Linked DNA regions of Mus musculus: region 2 is linked to region 1. The links are chromatin contacts, called in public promoter capture Hi-C maps. All regions are on one chromosome and are shown on one strand. Each heading gives the region's core, a stretch centred on a gene start, on an enhancer-like site or on the middle of the called end of the contact. The rest is flanking DNA. Distances are from core to core; before and after follow the strand shown.

Region 1 (5,776 bases), core at 1,848-4,347:
AATCCTTCTGCCTCAGTCTCCTGAGTCCTGAGATAACAGGACAGAGTGGCTAGCTCTCTTAGAACCTGAATCGTGGCTTATTGCATAAGGTAGGTAATTCACCCCCAACATGGAACTTTGTTCTAGTCTGTCCTCCCTAAACAAATGCCCAAGTAAGGGCTTGTATGAAGGAAGTGCATCTGTGACTCAAGTAATGAGAGAAACTGGGAGAAAGAGCCCCAGTGTGTATTCCAGCTGGACGCTCCAGCCCTCTCAGAGCTATGAAGCAGAACCTGGACCTCGGAACAGTGTTGGGTTGAAGGAAGGCAGAGCTATGAGCACCTTGGGCAGGATATGCCCCTCACTTCTCTGAGTTGCCCATGTGAAGACCCAGCACCTATGGACACCTCAGATGACAGCACCGGACACGCAAGGACAGGAGATGGGAGGCACCTGCCCCTCATTTTTCAGATGGAAGGCTGTTGGTACACACTGATTACAAATCCAAGCAGAGTGGAAAGGCCCCACAGTGAAAGGAGAGCAGGGCAGGAGAGGCAAGGTCCCTGGATGATGCCTAGGGTAGACCTGGAAAGGGCTGGCTTGGGCTGGCTCCTGGAAGGGCTATACCCATCTTCCTCACCAAGTTCTAATGACACAAGAACTGCTGCATCACAACCTCCCAGTGCATTCTTTTAGGCTTAGGACAGTCACTGGCAGATTCTGTTGCTTAAGATCAAAAGCCTCTAATGAATGGCTAGGGTGAGGGCAAAGGCTGTGGGCCGAGCTCAGGGGGCTGGGGTGGGGGTGGGGAGCCAACTATTAAGGTAAATGAGGCCGGGGGCTCCATCTCCAACTTTAAAAATAAACTGTTAAAGAACAGCAAATAAAATATCTCCCTATAGCATCTTTCCTCCTTTTTGTTTCTAAATCATTGGTGTATTTATTTTGTTGAGATGCAAGCCTCCCGAGGTTGCTGGGCTGGTCTTGGACTCCCACACCTCAGTTTCCTGAGTATCTGTGACCTCAGACATGTGACATTTCATGAAAGGTCATACTGTAAAATTGGAGGTAGAGTTTGCCTCTTTTCTTTTTTCTTTCGTTTTTGAGACAGAGACTTACTATGCTACTCTGGCTGCCCTGGAATTCACTCTGTAGACCAGGCTGCCCTGGAACTCACAGAGGTCCACCTGCTCTGCCTCCAGACTCCTGAGATGTCCCATTGGTTGGTTTTCTTTTTCTCCTCCTCCTCTTCTTCCTCCTCCTTTTTTTCAACTTGACACAAATTAGTCTTTTGAGAAGAGAGAACCTAAATTGAGAAAATTTCCTAACCCAATTACCCTGTGGACAAGCCTGGAGGGGCATTTTCTTGATTAATGATTAATGCAGGAGAACCCAGCCTCTACTCTTATTATTATCATTATTATTATCTATTTATTTTATGTATATGAGCACACTTCAGACACACCAGAAGATGGTATCAGAACAGATGGTTGTGAGCCGCCATGTGGTTGCTGGGAATTGAACTCAGGACCTCTGGAAGAACAATCAGTGCTCTTAACCGCTCAGCCATCTCTCCAGCCCAAGTGACCCTACTTTTAAGCAGGTGGTCCTGAGTTGTATAAGAAAGCAAGCCAATGCCTTCATCCCAGAACTCTGTAAGTCTGAGGTTAGCCTAAGCTGCATAGTGAGTTAAAGGACAGCCAGGGCTACATAGAGACCCTGCCTTTAAAAACAAAACAAACAAACAAAACAAAAGAAGCAGGGTGTGAGGTGGGGAGTAGCAAACCAGGAAGAGAGACAACCAGTAAACTGTATTCCTTCATGTCCTCTACTTTAGTTCCTGCCTCCAGGTTCCTGTCTGGAGCTCTTGCACTGACTTCCATCAACTGTGGACTGTGATACAGAAGTGTAACAAAATAAACCCTTTCCCTCACAGCAATAAAAACCTCTAAGACACCCACCATACCCAGCCTACCTGCCTCCCCCTCTCTCTCCTTCCCTCCCTCCCTCCTTCCTTTTTCCTTCCTTCCTTCCTTCCTTCCTTCCTTCCTTCCTTCCTTCTCTTTCTTACTTTCTTCCACCTACTCTCCTCCCTTCCTGACCCTCTCTTGATAGGGTCTTACAAATTCTAAGCTACCCTCAAATTCACTATGGTGCTGAAGATCCTGGTGCTAGGATTACAGATATAAACTACCATGCCAGGATGCTGTGGGGTCAGGGGACTGAACTGAGGGCTTTGTGAACACTGGACACCACGCCACTAACTTAGCTGTACTCTTGCACTTTCCACTTAATGATATACTCTAGGCATCTGTTATAACACATATGGATCCATGTCATCCTTTATTTATTTATTTCCCACCCACCCACCCGGAGACTGGGGAGCCCTGGCTATCCTAGAACTCACTTTGTTGTTATTGTTTTTTGTTTTTGAGACAGGGTTTCTCTGTGTAGCCCTGGGTGTCCTGGAACTCACTCTGCAGACCAGGCTGGCCTTGAACTCAGAAATTCACCTGCCTCTGCCTCCCAACCGCCACCACTGCCCGGCGGAACTCACTCTGTAGGCCAGACTGGCCTTTAACTCAGAAAGTGGAGTGCCTCGGCCTCCCAAATTCTGGGGCTAAAGGGGTACACCACCATCTGGCAACCTATCATTCTTTATATTCTCAAAATATGGGTTAAACAATGACCTTCTGCAATTCTTCATCACTAAGAATATATGTGTGTTCCAGTGAGCTGCCAGCCCCTTGTCACCATTTGAGCAGATTTTATTTGTTTGGGTTTGGCCTTTTTTTCCCCCTGTCTTTTGTCTGTTTGTTTGGAGCAGCCTTATGTAGCTCAGGCTGGCGTCCAAGTTGTTATTTATCCGAGGACAACTTGTGATCCTCTTGCTTCCTCCATCTGAGGGTCGGGATTAGAGGTGTGTACCACTCTCTTAGTTACCCTTGTTGCTGAGATAAAATACCATGACCAAAAGCAATTAGTAGACAAAAGTGTTTACTCTGCCCCACAGCTCCCCAGGGATGTGCGTCCAAGGCAGTGGGGAAGCAGAGCAGCAGGCAGCAGGCATCCGGCAGGAGCAGGAAGCTGAGAGGTCACATGTCCATCTACACACAGGAAGTGGTGAGTGTGAACCGGAAGTGGGTCAAGGGGATACCCCGAACCCCTTCAGAGCCCACCCCTTAGTGATGGACTTCCTCCAACAAGACTGCACCTCCTAAAGGTTCCACAACTTCCCCAAACTGAGCGTCCAACAAGACCAAATATTCAAATACCTGAGCCTATGGTGGACATTTCTCTTTTCAAACTGTCGCAATCATTCTGCCCGGTTTGGTTGTTTTAATTTGTTTGGTTGGTTGGTTTGAGTCGATATCTCACGTTTGGCCCAGGAGTTCTGATCCTCTTCACTCAGCCTCCCAAGTGCTAGATTTTAGCCCTTTAGCAAGTTACTTAAGCTTGATGAAAATCATCTGATAGGTCAAACGAGTTTCTCATTGACTTAACTTGCTTTCACTTAATTAGAAGTGAGAATGTTCATCGTTTTAGCATGCTTTATTTTATTTTATTATTTTAGCATGTTGATTGTCTGTATTTGTTCATCCATTCATTTATTTTTTGAGACAAGGTTTTACTATGTACCTCTGGTGACCTGGAATGTACTATGTAGACCAGGCTGGTTTCAAACTCACAGAGATCCACCTAGGTGTGAGCCACCATACATAACCTTTCGCATTTCTTAACTCAACCACATCCTTCATCCACCTTGTGTTTGCCTGTGTATTTTGTTAATTTGTGGAGACTACTTCTACCTTAATAAAGTTAGGCTTTTGTTTATAAAAGAAACTCCCTGCCGTCCTGAGTATAATTATTTACCACTAGCCTTTACAGTGCTTTCCTGTGATGTAAAAAGAAGTTGTTTTTTTTTTTTTTTTTTTTTTTTTCAGGACACAGTGGAACCTGGCCTAACACTCACCCTGTAGTTCATGCTTCCCTCAAACTCTCATCAATCCCCCTGCCTCACTTTCCCCAGTGGTAGGATTAGGGACATGAGTCATTGAGCTTGATTTAATGTACTTTTTCTGCTCCCTGGTGTCTTGCTATCTCTTTTTCATAGCTTCTAGGTTGCTATCTTGCCTAAGAGTGTGTGCTGGTTCCCAGGCAGTGAAGCCCCACGTGGAAACTAATCTCCAGAACTTTTATGATTCTACCCTCTGTGCTAAAATCTTGGTTCTATCTGAAATTTAACTTAGACATGTAGGTCCCCAAGCAATTGATTTGTTAATGACTGGTTGTTTTAATTGTTCCTTACATTCCCAACTGCTTTATTTCAGAGCTGGGGGTGGAACCCAGAGCCTCACACTCAAGGTAGCTGGCAAGTGCTACCTTGAGCCTCTGGGTAGAGCTTCTTACAAGGACCCATGCCTGAATTGTAAGCGATAGGACAGAGGTAAGAAAAAGTGGGGGGCTGGTGAGATGGCTCAGTGGGTAAGAGCACCCGATTGCTCTTCCGAAGGTCCGGAGTTCAAATCCCAGCAACCACATGGTGGCTCACAACCATCCGTAACAAAATCTGACTCCCTCTTCTGGAGTGTCTGAAGACAGCGACAGTGTACCTATATATAATAAATAAATAAAATCTTTAAAAAAAATAAAAAAAAAAATAAAAAATAAAAAAAAGTGGGAAGCCTGTGACCCTGTCCACACGAGACCTCTTGCTTCTGTATGAGAGCAGAAAGAGCACGTGTGGATACTTCCTTCCCAGAGAAGGGTAAATGCAAGAGTGAGGCCGCCACAGCCGTCGGGCTTGGGCATCTCCTGTCTACCACTGGGTCTGTACCTGGGCCAGCCCTTTTGGAGAGCAGACAGCAGCCCGTGTGTCAGGAGGGCTTCTGTGACCCACTAAGTTACGTCTGGGAATTAAACACGAATGTTAACCAGGAATGTTCACTTACTAGAAGGCTGATCCTTGCAAGGATGCTAAGATCTTCCTGCCCTTTACAACGTTCTTACAGAAACTGTGAGTTGAACGTGGTGGCTGAGTCTTATCATCCTAGTAGGCAAGGAGGCTGAGGCAGGAGAATTGTTATGTAGCCAAACCGAGCTACAGAATTTGTTCCAGGCAAGTTTAACCTCAACTCAGAACAGACGAACCAACAGCTGGGTGCGGTGGTCCATGTTCAACAGCTGGGTGAGGTGGTCCATGCTCAACAGCTGGGTGAGGTGGTCCATGCTCAACAGCTGGGTGAGGTGGTCCATGCTCAACAGCTGGGTGAGGTGGTCCATGCTCAACAGCTGGTGAGGTGGTCCATGCTCAACAGCTGGGTGAGGTGGTCCATGCTCAACAGCTGGGTGTGGTGGTCCATGCTCAACAGCTGGGTGAGGTGGTCCATGCTCAACAGCTGGGTGAGGTGGTCCATGCTCAACAGCTGGTGAGGTGGTCCATGCTCAACAGCTGGGTGAGGTGGTCCATGCTCAACAGCTGGGTGTGGTGGTCCATGCTCAACAGCTGGGTGTGGTGGTCCATGCTCAACAGCTGGGTGAGGTGGTCCATGCTCAACAGCTGGGTGTGGTGGTCCATACTCAACAGCTGGGTGTGGTGGTCCATGCTCAACAGCTGGGTGAGGTGGTCAATGCTCATAGACTCTCAGTACCTGGAGGTGGAGACAGTAGGCTCAGGATCATTCTTTTTTTTTTTTTTTTTAAAGATTTATTTATTATATGTAAGTACACTGTAGCTGTCTTCAAACACTCCAGAAGAGGGTATCTTCGGAAGAGCAGTCAGCGCTCTTAACCACTG
Region 2 (6,432 bases), core at 3,213-5,712, 190 kb before region 1:
TTAGCAAGTTCCTGAAACTCTCTAACTTTAGCGTCCTCTGGGGACTTTGTGAAGGTTAAATGAGTTCATGAATGTGAATAGACAGAACTATGCCTTGGCTAGTAAGTGCTATCAAAGTGCTGGTGTCATTATATATCACAAAAAACATCACTGAGCTCCACACCCAGGGCCCTGAATCTTATGCTGCTGTGTCCACCCTGAAGCAGGCAAACAAGGGCTTAAGAAAGGCCAAGTAAGCCCCCCAGCTACTCAGCTGGTCAATGGCAAAGCAGGGCGGCAGACATCGGTCCTCCCACTACCTGCATGTACCGTAGGATGAGGTGCTGTCCAGGACGCAGGCCGAGCCGACTGTTCCCGGGTAGTGTAAACCGGACAAGATAGGTGTCCTTGGTGACCTTCTCCATGGTGCTGATGTGGAAGGCCAGGAAAGTCTCTGGACTCAGCTTGGCAGAACAGCTCTATAAGAGGAAAAGATTTGACCTCAAGAGTCAGACCCAAGGAACACACTCCTAGCTCCTTTCCCTGATTTCGATGAGCGTCATCTCCTGATGTGACAGAGAGTTGGCCCTGGCTTCCTCTTGATCTACAGCATACATAGTACATGGAGTTTACTCTTCTTGTAAGCTTTCTGTAGCTCCCCACAACTGTAGGACCAAGCCCAGGCTCCTTAGCCTACATTCGAGGGTGCAGCAGACAACTACAAGCTTCATTTTATTTGCCAGAGACCAGACCTTAGGCTTTCATTCCCCCTCCCAAAGCCACCTGTCATTGCACACCTACCTCAAGGTCTTTATTGTTCATAGTGTATCCCCTGTACAAAACACCTGCTCATCCTTCAGATCTAGTCAGTTCCAGAGCTAGAGAGTTGAAAAACTGAGGGCGCCTTAGAGACGATCCAGTCTAACATCCTTGTATCACATATGGGGACGCTGAGGCCTGAAACGTCTCAGGTTTTGGATTTCAGGAGGAATGCTGGGGTAGACTGTCCTTCTGAGAACAGAGTTATTAACAGCAGAGGCAGATATTATGGCGGGAGTTCCAAAGAAGGCTCAGGCTCATGAAGCTAAGTGGGGGTTCCTCTTACAGGCTTCAGAGAGAAAAGGGAGGTCTCAGGTCTTGTAGCTGATGAGTAGGCCATGATACCCAGTGGCAGTCAGGTTGTCTGATTCCCAGGAGGCAGGAGAAGGGAGAAAGGTCCATCCCTCAGTTAACCTGCGTCCATAATATGTAGCCCTGATTAGGATCCTCAGTAAACTTCCTTTGGGGATGTGAGAATTAGAGTCACAGACAGTCACAGTATGGAGCCTGCCTGACACCTGACAGCCATCACAGAAGCTGTGAGGGTAGAGAGAGAAAGGCTGCAGCAGGTGAGCATGGCCTGAGAAGTCCCTAGTGGAAATCTAACAGTCAACCGTGAGCAGGGACTCAAATTCATGCTCATTGCCCCTAACATCCCAAGCCCTCCCTGTGTCTTCTATGGGAAGCCTTCTCTGAATACCACGGCTACCACCCAGCTTGCCTGCTTGCCTGTTGTCTCCTCACCCCCTGCCTCTGAGACAGGGTCTCATGTAGCTCAGACTGACCTCACTCCTAGTTGGCCAAGGTTGGCTTTGAGTCTTTGATTCTCCGGCCTCTAGCTTCTAAGTGCTGGGATTAAAAGAGTACGCCACCACACCCAATTTTGTGTATGCATTTCCAAAATGTAAATTACTAGGGAAATTAGTAAATTATTATTACTTCATTACAATTTAAAAGATAAAATTATTAGATTGAAATATGCTGTTTTGCGTGGCGGTGTCGCACACCTTTAATCCCAGCACTCAGAAGGCAGAGGCAGGTGGATTTCTAAGTTTGAGGCCAGCCTACAGAGGGGAGTTCCAAGATAGCCGGGGCTATACAGAGAAATCCTATCTTGAAAATCCAAAGAGAGAGAGAGAGAAAAAAAGAGCTGTTTTGTAAGACTTACCAAATTTTGTAATACCGCGTAATTTTCTGTTACCACAGGTGATTACAGAGCCACTACATACTGAACAGAACTACTGTAAAATGAACGAAGGCTTAGAAAGGGAAGAGAAAGCCATTGGGCTCCAGAGTAACAGCAACACGCCCTATTTACCTGTCTGTATCGTACCAAGTTAGTGTGCTCTTTTGAGGGCAAGGACTATGCCTTGCTCACTCACAAATCCTCATTGGCTTATAGGGCCTGGTGTATAACAGGTATTCAATGGATATCTGTTGAGTGAAATAATCATTAGGTTTGGCGTTAAACATTACAAATAACTTGGTCCATTTTATAGATGGCAAAATAAAGGCACAAGGTTAAGGGACTTAGACTATATCCACATAGCTAACAGGCTGATTTCAGGTCCTTGGATCTATTTGCTTCCATTATAAGGACTTCTTTCTCACCACTGACTAGTCAGGGAAGGCTTCCCATAGCAGGGGCACTGAGCAGGGCAGGGCGGGGCAGGGCCAGATAGATATGGCCACTCTGGACTCCTCACCTGGCTCTCAGGTGGTTGCTTCCCACTCAGCAGGCTCCTGTCATTTCTGGCTCGGGCTGTTTCCCATCTTTCCAGGTCTCGGTAGTAGAGGTCAAAAACACAGGGCGAGCAGCCACTGCCGCAGCACTGGGAGGGCAAGGGCTCCACAGGCTTCAACCGCAGCCAAGCCTCAGAATCCTCCTCCTCCTCCGTCTCAGCCATTGTCAGTGGGGCTTGGGCAATAGGGGGTGGGAGGGGGGAGGACACAAGTGAATAAGCCAGGCCTCTCTTTGCTGTCCGCCTGGGAGAAAGAAGATGTGGGGGTTGTACTCTGTTCTCTCTCTCACACTCTCCCCAAGGCCCACCAGGCTATAGGGACAGGGATGGCTTAACCAGAGGATCTGCTGTCATTTGGGGGCATGCTTACTGCTTATAACTATTGGGGTTTTGTGTGTGTGTAAATCTAAGCAGAGGCGGGGAATTTGGATTCAGAAGGCCTCTCCTACTGTGCAGGAGCTCTTTGACTTTGGTGTGTTTCTGAGGCTGGGCCACCAGTGAGAATGAAGTTGGTGTCTCACTCTTTCTGTATTCTGCCAAACACCTGGCATACAGGAAGCTCCCATGGCCTGGTGAGTGTTCGTTCCCTCTATAGTCCGGGAGCTGGGTACAGGATTTGGTGTTGTAAGGCAGAAGGCACAGGACACGGTCCCTGTCCTTGTTAAGACCTAGCACGGTGTTATACTCATCCAGTCACTCCATCTGTACTGTGCATCAGATAACTGAGTGAATGGTGCCTCTCTTTATGGCAATTACTCTTAGCATTTGGGAAGGAGATGTACTAAGACAAATGAAAATGCTTTAACTGTAAACTGCTGGGTAGTCTGAGTGTTAGTCATATTGTCCTCTGCCTCTTTTGCATTCATGGGGGTTAAATAGTCCTATTGTCTCAGTCGTTTTGGAAACTGGTAGACAAGGTGGCCACTTCATGCACAATTTTAAAGATGAAGTTCCTTCCCATCTGGGAGGCACAATCCCTGTTGCAGCCTCGCCCTGGATGCTTATCCCTACTCTTCAGGCCTTGGCTGAAAGGTCATCTCCTCTCAGAGACCTTCTCAAGTGTTCCCCTTGTCATTACCAAGCACCTTATTTGTTCTACTATGTATTCATTTGTTAACCTAAAGTGTGTGTCACGCAACTGCTCTAGAAGCCAGGGAGAGTTCACGGGCCGGTCACTAAACAATGCAACTCTGACAGTGGTCAAACAAGAGAAAAGACCTAAGGGACAGGAAGCATGTGTGTGTTGCCACCGTTCACGTCGTGCACTCATGTACTCACTCGGTGGTCCCTCAACCTATGCCCACCCGATGCTTACTTAGCACAGTCCTCACTCTGACCCCCGCAGCGAGCCTGCCAGAAGCCAGTGCACTGGACCCGCCTCCGGGAATCGGAAAACTTAGCAGCAGCAGAGCAAAAGTAACTCGCGTTCGGCGCCGGGCGAGCCGCAGTGCCAGCAGTCGGCCGCCAAGCTGGCATAGAAAGAGGTACCCGGGCCACTCGCAGGCTCTGGGAAGCCGCAGCCAGGAAAGTGTGGGCAACGCTGAGAAGGGCGGAAAGGATGGCAGTTCCAGAACTCATGAGGCGTCGGACCCGCTAAGGCATTTTAACTCCTAATTTTACAGCGAGGAGACCGGGCCCTCTCACGTTCTAAATGCCTAAGGGTCAAAGGCGTGCAAAGTACAGATCTGAGGTCCCTACGCTCCTCCGCGCCGGCCGCGAGCTCCACCACCGCGCTCACCTACCTACCAGCAAGTTTCTTCACGTGTGGCACTTCAGAAACCCCAAGCAAAGAGCACCTTCCAGGTTCCACCAATAAGGATGGGAACTGCCTGAGGGGCGGGGACAAAGCAAGCATATTCTAATTGTGATTGGGTGAAGTGTCTGTCATTCGCAAAAACCCGTCATTGCGCTCCGCCCCTTTGGCTCCCAGCAGTCCCTGCACGGGCAAAGATGGCGGCGTCCAGGTAGAGGTTTTGTAGAAACGGAGTCGGTATGGCCTTGGCGTCCGGGCCCGCTCTGCGGGCACTCGCTGGCTCTGGAAGGCTCGGCCTCGGAGGTTACGGGACTCCGAAACGTGGGGCGTATGAGTGGGGCGTGCGCTCCACGCGGAAGCCCGAGCCTCGCCCCCTGGACAGGGTGTACGAGATCCCCGGTCTGGAGCCCATTACCTACGAGGGCAAGAAGCACTTCGTCCCGTGGCTGGCGAGGCCGATCTTCCCGCCGTGGGAGCGCGGCTGGAATGACCCACGCTTCCACCGTGCCGCCCCGATCCACGAACAGACTCTGTACAAGGAAGAACCCTGCTACATCTTCCACCAGCGTTGCCGACTCCTGGAGGGTGAGGTCTCAGGACAAACGGGAGGAGACGCTGTCCCAGGCTCAGCAGTGACCCCGAGCCTGGGGAAGTTTCTTCCTCTGGAAGTAGAATAGAGTAACACCCGGCTTCCAAGAGTTGTCAGATCAAGGTGTTTGTGAAAGGGAGCAATGGAGAATGTGTGCAGAGAGGAGGGGATTTGTCTCCATGCGTGGAGAGGTGATAATAAAGCAGGTCTACAACGCTCCTTTTCTGGGGGTGTCTTTTGTTAAAATAGGCCTGGGATATGTTTTCAAAGAAAGGATTTGCACCCAAAAGTCTACCCACTTAATAACAGGTCAGAATGTCTTGAGCCTTTTCCTGAGTTGGAGGCCAGCCTAATCTACAGAGTGAATGAGTTCGAAGACAGTCAGGGCTACACAGAGAAACCCTGTGGGGAGGCGGGGGAGATACATCAATGTCTCAAAGTCATTCTGTTTCTTAAGAGGAGTGTCAGGAACTGTTTTCCAGAGTTGAACCCTCTCAGGATCAGGATGAGGATAGGGAAGATCCTAAAACCAAAAACAACTGAAGTCTGTGGGAGCAGAGATTCCAAAGGATAACTAGGAAATACAGAGACCCAACAAGGTTTGGAGCCAAATTAAGAGAATCAGTCATAAGTTTGGAAAAATCGATAGCCATAGGCCAGCCTCCTAAAAGGCCCACTTCTATGCCTGCAAGCTGATATTTTTGGCCATTAACCATTTTCTGTGAACTCAGGAGGTGCTGTGAAGGATCTCACAGACACGACCCCTTTGCATTACCCTGACAACGAATGCCTAGTGGATGGATGTGTTTCAGAAGTTAGGATTGCACCTGGAGATGGTGGTGCATGCCTTTAATCCCAGCCCTCAGGAGGCAGAAGCAGGAAGATCTCTGTGAGTTCAAGTCAGCCTGGTCTACTGAGTGAGTTCCAGGATAGCCAGGGCTACACAGAGAAACCGTGCTTTAGGAAAAAAGATCAGAAGTTAAGATTGCATTCATTGAACCAGTCTGAAAATGTATTTTCTATCCTACACTTTCTCAATGTACAGAGAGGTCTTATAAAATCCCAATAAACCCTTGTGAGATATGGCCCTGAGAAGCAGACTGGGGTTATAGAGAGACTGTGGACTTTATGGTAGACAGTCTCAGGTTCTCCTCTTACCTGTATTACCTTAAAGATAGGCAACTTGAAGCAAACTCAGTCTGTCCAAGTTTCCCCCTTCATGTCAGAATCCCATCTAACTTGTAGGTAAGTTCATGGCACAGGAGGTGACATTCAGTAAATGGCAGCTCTAAATACTTTATATTTTGTTAGGTGCTAGAGAGCCATAAAACATGGCTTGAGATTGCTAGCAGAAAAACATCACAGAGCTGGGATTTTATTTGAAGGGCTGGTATCCACTGAACTAGTCTCACAGCTTTGATTTCTCTGTGGGGAGTCAGCAGGGAACTCAGCTGTCTTGAGCATGGTTTGAACTCCTCCTGTTTTTAAGCACTCATTCCCCGTATTCTGCTCTTACCACCTGGAAGTTTCGGTTTTCAGATATCTCAAAA

What was found. Promoter capture Hi-C pulls out the DNA fragments that hold promoters and counts their contacts.
Region 2: a contact with region 1 is called in a promoter capture Hi-C map of the HPC-7 cell line. The contact joins the promoter of Mrpl37 here to the enhancer-like site in region 1. A contact is called at or near these places in 7 of 39 promoter capture datasets (the HPC-7 cell line, embryonic stem cells, fetal liver and 3 more), 1 of 484 Hi-C or Micro-C datasets (8-cell embryo), 5 of 115 datasets of contacts at active chromatin or transcription factors (bone marrow-derived macrophages, embryonic hindbrain and embryonic stem cells) and 3 of 9 other capture datasets (adipose tissue, liver and pancreatic islet).

The regions. Positions count from the first base shown.
Region 1 is chr4:106,878,627-106,884,402 of GRCm38.p6, reverse strand. No RefSeq gene overlaps it. Among named protein-coding and RNA genes, the nearest start is that of Gm52672, 24 kb to the left of the region's middle. Within about 2 kb of position 3,097, at least 42 of the 459 cell types and tissues checked have an H3K27ac peak or open chromatin away from gene starts, as enhancers often do. A contact at or near this core is called in the HPC-7 cell line, bone marrow-derived macrophages and hematopoietic stem and progenitor cells, where this site is marked.
Region 2 is chr4:107,064,896-107,071,327 of GRCm38.p6, reverse strand. Mrpl37 (mitochondrial ribosomal protein L37) reads left to right here and starts at 4,462. Exons shown (of 7, transcript NM_025500.2): 1 at 4,462-4,878. The coding sequence starts at 4,533. It overlaps Cyb5rl (cytochrome b5 reductase-like), which reads right to left and starts at 4,334. Exons shown (of 7, transcript NM_001346552.2): 1 at 4,283-4,334; 2 at 2,505-2,716; 3 at 310-458. The coding sequence starts at 2,705.